Regions from separate parts of the Sus scrofa genome. Here region 1 is linked to region 2. A link is a contact called in public Hi-C data. All regions are on one chromosome and are shown on one strand. Each heading gives the region's core, a stretch centred on a gene start, on an enhancer-like site or on the middle of the called end of the contact. The rest is flanking DNA. Distances are from core to core; before and after follow the strand shown. Region 1 has its middle 57 kb from the start of VAPA. Region 2 holds the start of PIEZO2 (piezo-type mechanosensitive ion channel component 2).

What was found. Hi-C and Micro-C count contacts between places; a contact is called where the count stands out from the background.
Region 1: a Hi-C map of subcutaneous adipose tissue shows a contact between it and region 2, with 1.8 times the contacts expected there. The contact joins the enhancer-like site here to the promoter of PIEZO2 in region 2. A contact is called at or near these places in 5 of 47 Hi-C or Micro-C datasets (embryonic fibroblasts, epiblast stem cells, mesenteric adipose tissue and 2 more).

The regions. Positions count from the first base shown.
Region 1 is chr6:98,194,682-98,199,118 of Sscrofa11.1, forward strand. No RefSeq gene overlaps it. Among named protein-coding and RNA genes, the nearest start is that of VAPA, 57 kb to the right of the region's middle. Within about 2 kb of position 1,275, at least 28 of the 83 cell types and tissues checked have an H3K27ac peak or open chromatin away from gene starts, as enhancers often do. A contact at or near this core is called in retroperitoneal adipose tissue and subcutaneous adipose tissue, where this site is marked.
Region 2 is chr6:97,641,123-97,645,398 of Sscrofa11.1, forward strand. PIEZO2 (piezo-type mechanosensitive ion channel component 2) reads left to right here and starts at 2,993. Exons shown (of 53, transcript XM_021096049.1): 1 at 2,993-3,118. The coding sequence starts at 3,055.

The DNA of each region.
Region 1 (4,437 bases), core at 25-2,524, 550 kb after region 2:
CGTATTCTTGGCAGGCACAACATACCAGGGCGGAATACTAACTTTATTCTCAACCAACTGGGAGCCTGCTTTACCCCCGTTCCCACTAACTCCCACTGCCCCACCCTGGGCTTCTGCAATTTGTTTGCTGGACCCCAGAGCTGGGCCTTTTGTTTGCTGGGGCTTTCCATTTACAAGTAGACAGAGAAACCACAAATCAAACTTAGGGCACACCCAGCCGTGCCCTTTTAAAGTTGCCTTGGAACATTCAACCCAAAAAATCCAGCAGGAGAACAAGAACGGCCAAGTTGAAATGAAGCCCAGCCCACATTTCATCTAGACAATCACTGCCCTATCGGTTTTACTCAATTACGAATTCAAGCCTCTTGGGGAACTGGCATGGAGCACAGTGGGGGTTGGGGGGTTGGGGGTAGGGAGGGGGCTAGGGCAGGTGGGGGCTGCAGAGCCAAGCAGGTCAGCGACCTCCACCCAGCAGTCCCCCTTCAGGGAAGGTGCCCCTGGACCCCACCACCAGTAACACCCATGCCTCCACTGGAACCACCACCAATAACCACACCCCCACTGGGGACCCCAACAACAACCATGCCCCCCCAGGTCCTCACCAACAGCCATGCCCCCACTACCAACAGCCAGGTCTCCACTGGGGTCCCCACCACCAATAACCACACTCCCACTGGGGTCCCCATCAGGAGCTTCCTTCTTGTTTTCCTTGATTCTCGGTCTCAAACTGCACGGGTGGGAAGAGAGGAAGGAAAGAGGAAGAGGCAGAACTCCGGCCCCTGTGCCTGGTGGGGACACAGTGTCCACCGACCTCCCGCTGGGGGAGGTAAGAAATCCCCCCCTGCCGGCTCCCCTGAGCCTGCACGGAGGAGGGGGCTGCCCCAGGGCTTCAAAGCCCCTGGTCAGGGTCAACGTCCCTGGACACAGAGTCCCACAGTGACTACAGCAGCCGCCACAACCCAAGGTCCCTCCCCTGAGGGGTGGGCCGGAGGCTTGGGGCTACCCGGGGCCTATAAACCGATCACCGAAGATGGTCCTCCCCCAGACTGTCTTCTCTCCTCCCGGCTCATAAATCACGTTTAATTACCAGCCCACACGTCCTCCTTTGGACTCCGCTTTTGCTTAAAAGGAGAACCAGGCGCAGTTAGAAGCACAGTTTGAGCTTTTCCCCAACGTTTCCCTGACTTTGTTCTTGGGATTCCTCTGATGTGGGGGCTGTGCTGGCCGGAGGCACATGCTGCACTTACCCAGCTGGCGGAGGGCAGCGCTGTCAGAGCAGTGCCGTCACACAGCAGGCCTTTCCACCGCGTGTTTCAGATTTTACTGCAGTTTCCTTTGGAAACGCTCAAAGCAACGACATCTGTTTCCTTTCATTGGGATTTTTGTGTTCTTCCAGCCAAAAAAGGAGAGGATAGAGTTCATTAATTCAGCATAGAAATGATCACAATGTCCACATAAATTGTGTTGGGTTTGGTGCTTTCACACATTGAAGCCTCCCCTTTCCCTCCCATCCTGCCTTCTTAGTTAAGACTCAAAGGTGACAAGAAAACTGTAAAGCTCCAGGCGACACTCCCCAGGTCCTGCAATAAAGACCTTGCCTGCAATAAAGACCTTGCCTGCCATAAAGAACTTGTCACAGGCGTTCCAACAGGATGGTGACATCCCAAGACCCCCAGCCAGCACAAGGACACAGGTGCACATGCACAGAAGGAGCTCCTGGAAGGCACCTGCTCCCCCCGACAGCCAGTCCCCCTGCCGCCATCCTCCCACCCCCACCACCACCCACTTGCTTTTCCTTGAAGACAATACCCGGAGGTGTGCGTTTCCCAGGCTCCTTTGCGTGATGGGAGCAGCCATGTGACACAGATCTGGCCACGTGGAGGTCGTCTGCCTAGTCTCTGCCCCTCCTGCCTCTGCATCATCCTGGGAGGAGCCCCAGTGCCCTGTAACCACCATGGAGGAAAGGCCCCAGGCCCAGGAACTGTCACCTCTACGTCACCGAGTTGCAGTGATGCCCCAGTTGCCTCCTTGAGACTTCCTGTTACAGGGAAAGGTAGTGAACTCCTGCTTTTTAAGCAACTGTTCATCATTTTTGTCACTCTCAAAGGCATCCCTAACTGACACAGTGCTCAGAAAACCTCTCCATGAGCTATTCAAATATCACCCAGGTCCTTGGCAGTGCCCACACCTTCGTGTGTTCACGCCTGAGTTTAGTCACACAACTGTTGTGCCAGTTCAGGAAGGACAGTCTGACTCCCCGGGCTCGTGGGACAGTGGCCGTGTTGCATTTCCGCTCAGGGCGCAGCACTGATCACAGGGCATCCGAGAGCCACAGTTTGGGGCAGTTGGCTCACTCCTGTCAATCCCGTGGCAGGGTCACTAACTGCACAACTTGCTCTGACAATTCAAGGAGAAGTGCTGCCAAAGCTGTTCACTCAGGTGGACTCTCTACAGAAACTGGCAAATGTGGAGCCCAAAAATTCACATAGCACCTGTGGGGTCATTCAGTGCCCGTGGAGAAAAAGTCTGTTTCCACTGGATTCCCAAGGACACAAGGGGGTACTGGCGTGCCTGCCTGCCAGCCTGAAGGCAGGGAGCATGTGGTGGGGCCATCAAATATGGCAACCTCTAATGGACTTTATTACAGACCTGTCAGGGAAACCCACCACATGGCAGAGACTGGCTGGATGTTTTATGACAGAGCTGCACCCCAGAAAGCCAAGGTGGTCTGCACGCTTGTTGTGAAGCAGTTATACAAAACCGTAATCACTCAGGACAAGGGCTTGGGTGGCCTTGGGAGGACATAGTCCCATGTCCAGGGCTGATACTCAGCCCTGTGCCTCCTCATGCCTGGGTACTGAGGACAATGGATTACACCCCTGGAGACTGCCATGCCTGCAGCCCATCTCTAGGTCAGTAAATCTCAGCACAGATGCAGGATCAAGATGGCAGAGTAGGGGGAGGCTGAGATCACCTCCTCAAACTGCAGTACACATAGAACAACTCATGATGAAATCGACTGGGATGACTAGCAGGATAGCTCTTCCACAACCAAGGCTGTAAAGGAAGACCCACATGGTGTCTGGCTGGAAGGAGGAGCAGCAACTTAGTGGGGACCTGTACCCCTAGCGGGGGAAGGGACACCACAGGCTTGGGGATCCTCCCCAGGCAGTGAGGGGTTCAAACCACATATCAGGGACCCAGGCCTGGGGTCCGAGATCTGGAAGACAAGCCCTTTGAGTTGGCCTGCAAACCAGTGGGGCTCACCCAAGGGCTGTGAGAAACCAAGACTCTACTCTTGAAAACCATGCACAGAATTGCTTGTCCCAGCACAGAGGCAGCACACTGATAACAACTCAATACTCTGGCTGGCTTGCAAGAGCTGCCCCATGCTCCCTGGCTTCAGACTATACTACAAAACTACAGTTGTTAAAACAGTGTGGTACGGGCACAAAAGCAGGCACACAGATTGATGGAACAGAAGGGCAATATCTGCTACCCATTTTTATAAATAAAGTTTTATTGTAACATGGCCATGCCTGCTCATTTACGTATTACCTATGGTTGCTTTTTACTACAAGTGTTGAGTAGTTACGACAGAGACCATATGTCCTGTAACATCTAAAATATTTACCATTTACTATCTAGCCCTTTGCAGGCAAACTTTTCCAACAACCTCTGGTCAAAAGAGGTTATAGTGTCTGTGGTAACAACTCCAGAATCTCAGTGGATTCACACATTTATTTCTCACTCCCACAAAGCCAGCTGTGGATCTGGACAAGCTCAAGGCATGCCGTTCTCCACAAAGTAACACAAAGTGGGCTGTCTCAATCCTGTGGCTCTCTCATCACAGGGCAAATCTTCCTGGATCCCTGAAGCACAGTGTTCTCACCCCTACTCTCCCACGACTCCACCCTGATGATTTCAATGGAACCAGGAAGTGTAACCATCTGGATGGCTGGAAGGAGACAGAAGCCCGATATTACAATATCTACCAAACGGACTTTATTACATCTTAGTAATTTCTTTCCATTCCTATTAAATAGTTTTATTTGGTCGTTAAAATTTCAACATTTATTGATATATTTCTATGGGCTTTCTCATAGGAAATGCAATGCAATAAATTATACTCATAAACTTTCTGTGACGGACTTGTTCATGTATTGCTGCAATAAAGTCTATTTACTGAAAGTTTATTTTCTTATAAATTTTCTGTATTAATATTTTATTTTGCAGTTATATTCATATGTGAGATGAAGCTGCTGTTTTCCCTTTTTGTACTATCTTTATCATATTTTATGTTAGGGAAGTTCTAAATTCTAGTGCTAATTAGAATCACTTGGAGAGTTTTTGCAAAATACTGATGTCCCGGTAGTTTGGATAGTTAGGCAAAATGAGAAGACAAAGGAATATGTTCCAAACAAAAGAACAAGACAA
Region 2 (4,276 bases), core at 1,743-4,242:
ATATCGAGTATGTTAGAGAAAATTAGCATTTTGTCAACTGGGATAATGTTAAGCAAGTTCAGAAAAGATAAAGGCTAAGCAGGTGAGAGGAAACCTACATAAACCACAAAGTGACATTTCTTTGTGGCTAAAACTCAAACACTTGGGAGAACGTCTAGCACTTGACTGTGGGGCAGTTTTTAAACATGTTCCCAAGGACCAGTGTGTCTTTCTGAGTCTCAGAGCAATTTACTGTGTTTCAGCATAACTGCTTCAGAAACGCAGGAACAGACCCTATTTCCCAGTAATAGCAACAGCAGCAGCACTAGTAGTAATAATAACAGCCACTCCTGTTTACTGGATGCTTACTGTGCTCCAGGCATTTGCTGGGTGTGATCTCTAGCTGCAGGCCATATGAGGTGGGTGGTATTACTTCCCTTAACTTACAGACAAGAAATCCGAGGCATTAACGTCCCAATAATGACCCAAGGAAGCCACTGATTGTCCATGCAGATGCAGAGGCTGGGGTGACCAGGGCTTAATTCATTACCTGTGCAAAAGTTGGAGTCACATGCTTTAGGTGCCCATCAAATATCAAAATAATATGTTTATGAGTATTCAGTGTAGTTCATTTTCTCCCCAAAGCGTTTTTCCACCCTGTGCCCTTTTCAGGCAAGATCATGCTCAGCTGAAAGATAAAGGTTGCTGGCCAACCAGGCAAGCAGAAGGCCAATTAGGTAAGACGGCCTGTCTCCTAACATGAGCATCCAGGATAGGGACTTTGAAGAATCTAGATCATTGTTAGTATGGGAAGCCTACCAGGAACATGACAGATATTCGAGTAACTGAGGATGATGTCATGTGGTGACAAAGTGTTACAGAAAGTTCAGGAGGGATTTGTGAGCTCCTAATTAGGTCTCCCAAACGAGCTGTACCAGAGAAAGAGGGAGACATAGACGGAGACACAGAGAGAGAGGACACCACCTGTGAACAGGGCCAAACTTGGAAAATAGGTGCAGGCTGACATCGGGCTTCTACAAAATACAAAACACCCTTCTTGGCAGTTGTCAAAGATCTGCTGATTGTTTCGGTTCCTGCTGTTTCTCTAACCTGAGTGTGAGGAATGGCAACATTTGGGGTTCAGACGTCTAGGCTTCTGGAGGGCCAAAGAGCACACAGATGGTCTAAGATTCTGGATGTCTTTACAAGATGTCACTGCTTCCAGTCTTCAGAAAAAAAGTAATGCGTCACAGTTTGTCATTCTCAGGGACTTTGTGAAGGCATCTGACTCAAAAACACAAGCTTACTATAATTCAAGAAAGGGCGACCTGGTTGTTTAACACAGAGAACCAAGGTTTGTGTAATTTCCATCCGCCGACTTCCATCATCCAAAACCATTTCAACCCAGAACGCCAGTGAGCAATACAAGTCAACATCTTCCTTCTCTGTCCTCTGGATGCAAACGCCAGTTCTGAACTGTCCTCTCTGCAGACCAGACCACTTACTTCTGGTCCTCAGGGCTGCAGCCCATCCCCCGCTGTTGGATAAACCTGAAATGAGGGACCCAGCCTCGCTGCCATCTCCCAGCTGGAACCACAGCTCTCTAGGTCTCACAGAGAGAACGAGAAAAAAGGAAGGTTAAGAGGAGATCAGGGAAACAATGTACTCTTCCCAGGGGCCATGACAAGCAACAAATAAGCCCGAGGCGAAAACAAGAGCGCTCCACAATATACAAAGTGGGTGCACATCCGAATCCGTGCCCATTGCTGAAGGATCCTGAGCCCCGTCAGAGCTGAAACTTCACACAAGATTGAATATGGACAGGGTCACTGGTTGGATTCTGCTTCTCTTCTTCTCAATCAGTGCAAGTGGGCACGTGTGGACCTGGCACACGTGACAGTCCCATAAAGTTGTCTAAGGCTGCCCTCCAGTCGCCTGTGCACCATTCCTCTAGCATTAAAGGACTCCCTGGGCTGGGGCGAGCTCAGGCTGCGCCCTTTGGACATGATGCCACGACGGTTCCTTCTGTCTGCAGAACCACGGACGAGGCAGCGCGATAGGAGTGCGAACTAGCTCCTGGTCGCCGGCTCTGAAGCCGGGTCTCCCCCTGCACCCTAGCCCCGTGCCCCCTCCCGGTGCCCCCGCCTCCGGCAGCCCAGGGGGCGGGACCCGGCGCGCCGCTCCCGAGCCGCCCTCCCATTGGCCTGCGCGCACGCCCGTCCGCGAGCGCGGCTTCGAAAGTTTCAGTGAAGGTGGAGAAGTGCGCGCCCGCCCGGGAGCCGGGGCTGCGCCTCCAGGGCGAGGCAGCACCGCGCGGGTCGGGGGCGCGCTGGCCGCCGGGCGGCGTTCAGTTTTCATTTTACTCGTTTAAGTCGAGGCCGCGGAGGAGGGAGTGGAGGCTGGCCCCCTCGCGTGCCTTCGTCTCGACCTCTGGCCGCTGTCCCGCGAGCCCCGCGCTGTCGGGGATGGTTCCGCGCGCCCAGCAGCTCGAGCCCGGGTCTCTCCCGCCCGAAGTCCCGGGGCGTAGAGGCTGAGACGCGCGCTGCTCCGGGAGCCGCGGCGGGGCCGCTCCGGGCCGGGGCTACTCCCAGGAACCCGGCCGAGCTGCGTGGGCAGAGGGCCGGGCCGGCAGCCCAGGCGCCTTGGCTTGGAGGCGTATCGGCGGAGAAACTCCCTGCCGCCCCTGAGCGGCGCCCCAGGAGCTGACGGAAGGACAGCACGCCCTTCTCGCCCCTTCCCCGCCGCGCCGCCCCGCGGGACCCTCCCAAAGCGCCCCGGCCTCCAACACCGGCTGCAGAAGCCGCCGACGCCGGATCGGGAAGTTCCACACTGGATGGGACGGCTGTGCGAGGCCGGGCGCCCGGCGAGGGGGCTTCCTAGAGCTTGGTGAGCGGCGGCCGGGGGAGCGGAGAGCGCGCCTTCGGGGCGCATAACGCGGCGGCCCTCGCCCAGGCGATGCCCCGGCGGCTTCGAGCCGCCGGCCGCAGGAGGCCCTAGGCGGGTATGGGCTTGGCACCCGAGTCCTAGGGACCCGCGAGCCGCGCCCCTCTGCTCGGACTCGCCGGACTGACCGCGATGGCCTCGGAAGTGGTCTGCGGGCTCATCTTCAGGCTGCTGCTCCCCATCTGCCTGGCAGTAGGTGAGTGTTTTCCGACTGGGGGCGAGTGAGAGGGGCGCCTGGGGATGGGGTGGTCTTTGGAGAATCCAGGTCGCAGTGGCCTGGACTTGGTTCAAGAAGCACGCGCCGCGGTCCTGAGTGTTACAACCAGGTACTCGCACTTCCCGCGCCGTCGCACCACCGGGGTCTCCATGATTAGGGTCTCTCTTACCCGTCCAGCTGCAGAGTCCAGGCGATTGATCGGACTCGGCGTGGGCTGAAGGCTGTGCTGAACTTAGTCACACGTGGAATTTTTCGCGGAGTGCTGACTTGTGCACAAAGGATCCGAATCTGGCCTGAAGGCAGCTGGAGACCCCTTTCCCAGGTGCAGCACTCATCCTATTACAGTCCCTCGCCCCTGTCCCTAGACACAGGGCACACGGTGCATCCAACGGTTCCGAGGCCATCTCTCCCCTATCCCATATTACAGCCACTGTGATGGAAGAGTTAAGAACTCAGGTCCTTTTAAAAAGGAAAGGACGGTTCAGGGAGGCAGCGCCCTGAAGTTGCTTCCTTCATTTTACTCCCACAAAAGCCCGTACAACAAAAGCAGACACCAGGACCCAATCTCGCAATCCAGCACCCGTGGGGACAGATCCGTAGAGGGTTAGGAAGCCACACTGGGACTTCGAGGGTTAAGGGAGGGCCAGAAGGGAGCCTTGCTGACTCCCAGGCAAAGGTCCCACCATCTCTAGGGCTAGGGGGGTGTGAAAAGCCACTGGCTGTCAGATCTGAGGACACTGGCCCTGCCATGGCCTTGGGGTGAGAGTTTCTGTGTTCCCCCTCTAATAGGTGTGTCTGCTACACAGAACCCCACACCTGTGGTGGCTGTGGGCACCTAGATTTCCCCTCCCCCCACCAGAGCTGGAAAACAAAGCACTTCTTACCAAAGAGCAATTGAATTTACAGAGAGAGCCTGCCCTTTGCAGAAAAAAACAAAAACAGAAACAAAAACACACCACCCAAAACACCCTTTTCCATTTTGCCAGAGGTGGGGACTCAAGATCACACCTGTGCTAAGCATTTTCTTTGAGCAGGTAATCTAAAAGTGGCTGGGGTGGGTGGGTGGGTTCATGAGGGTCCATCCCAGCTCCCCAAGGGTGTGTGTGTGTGTGTGTGTGTGTGTGTGTGAGGTTGTAG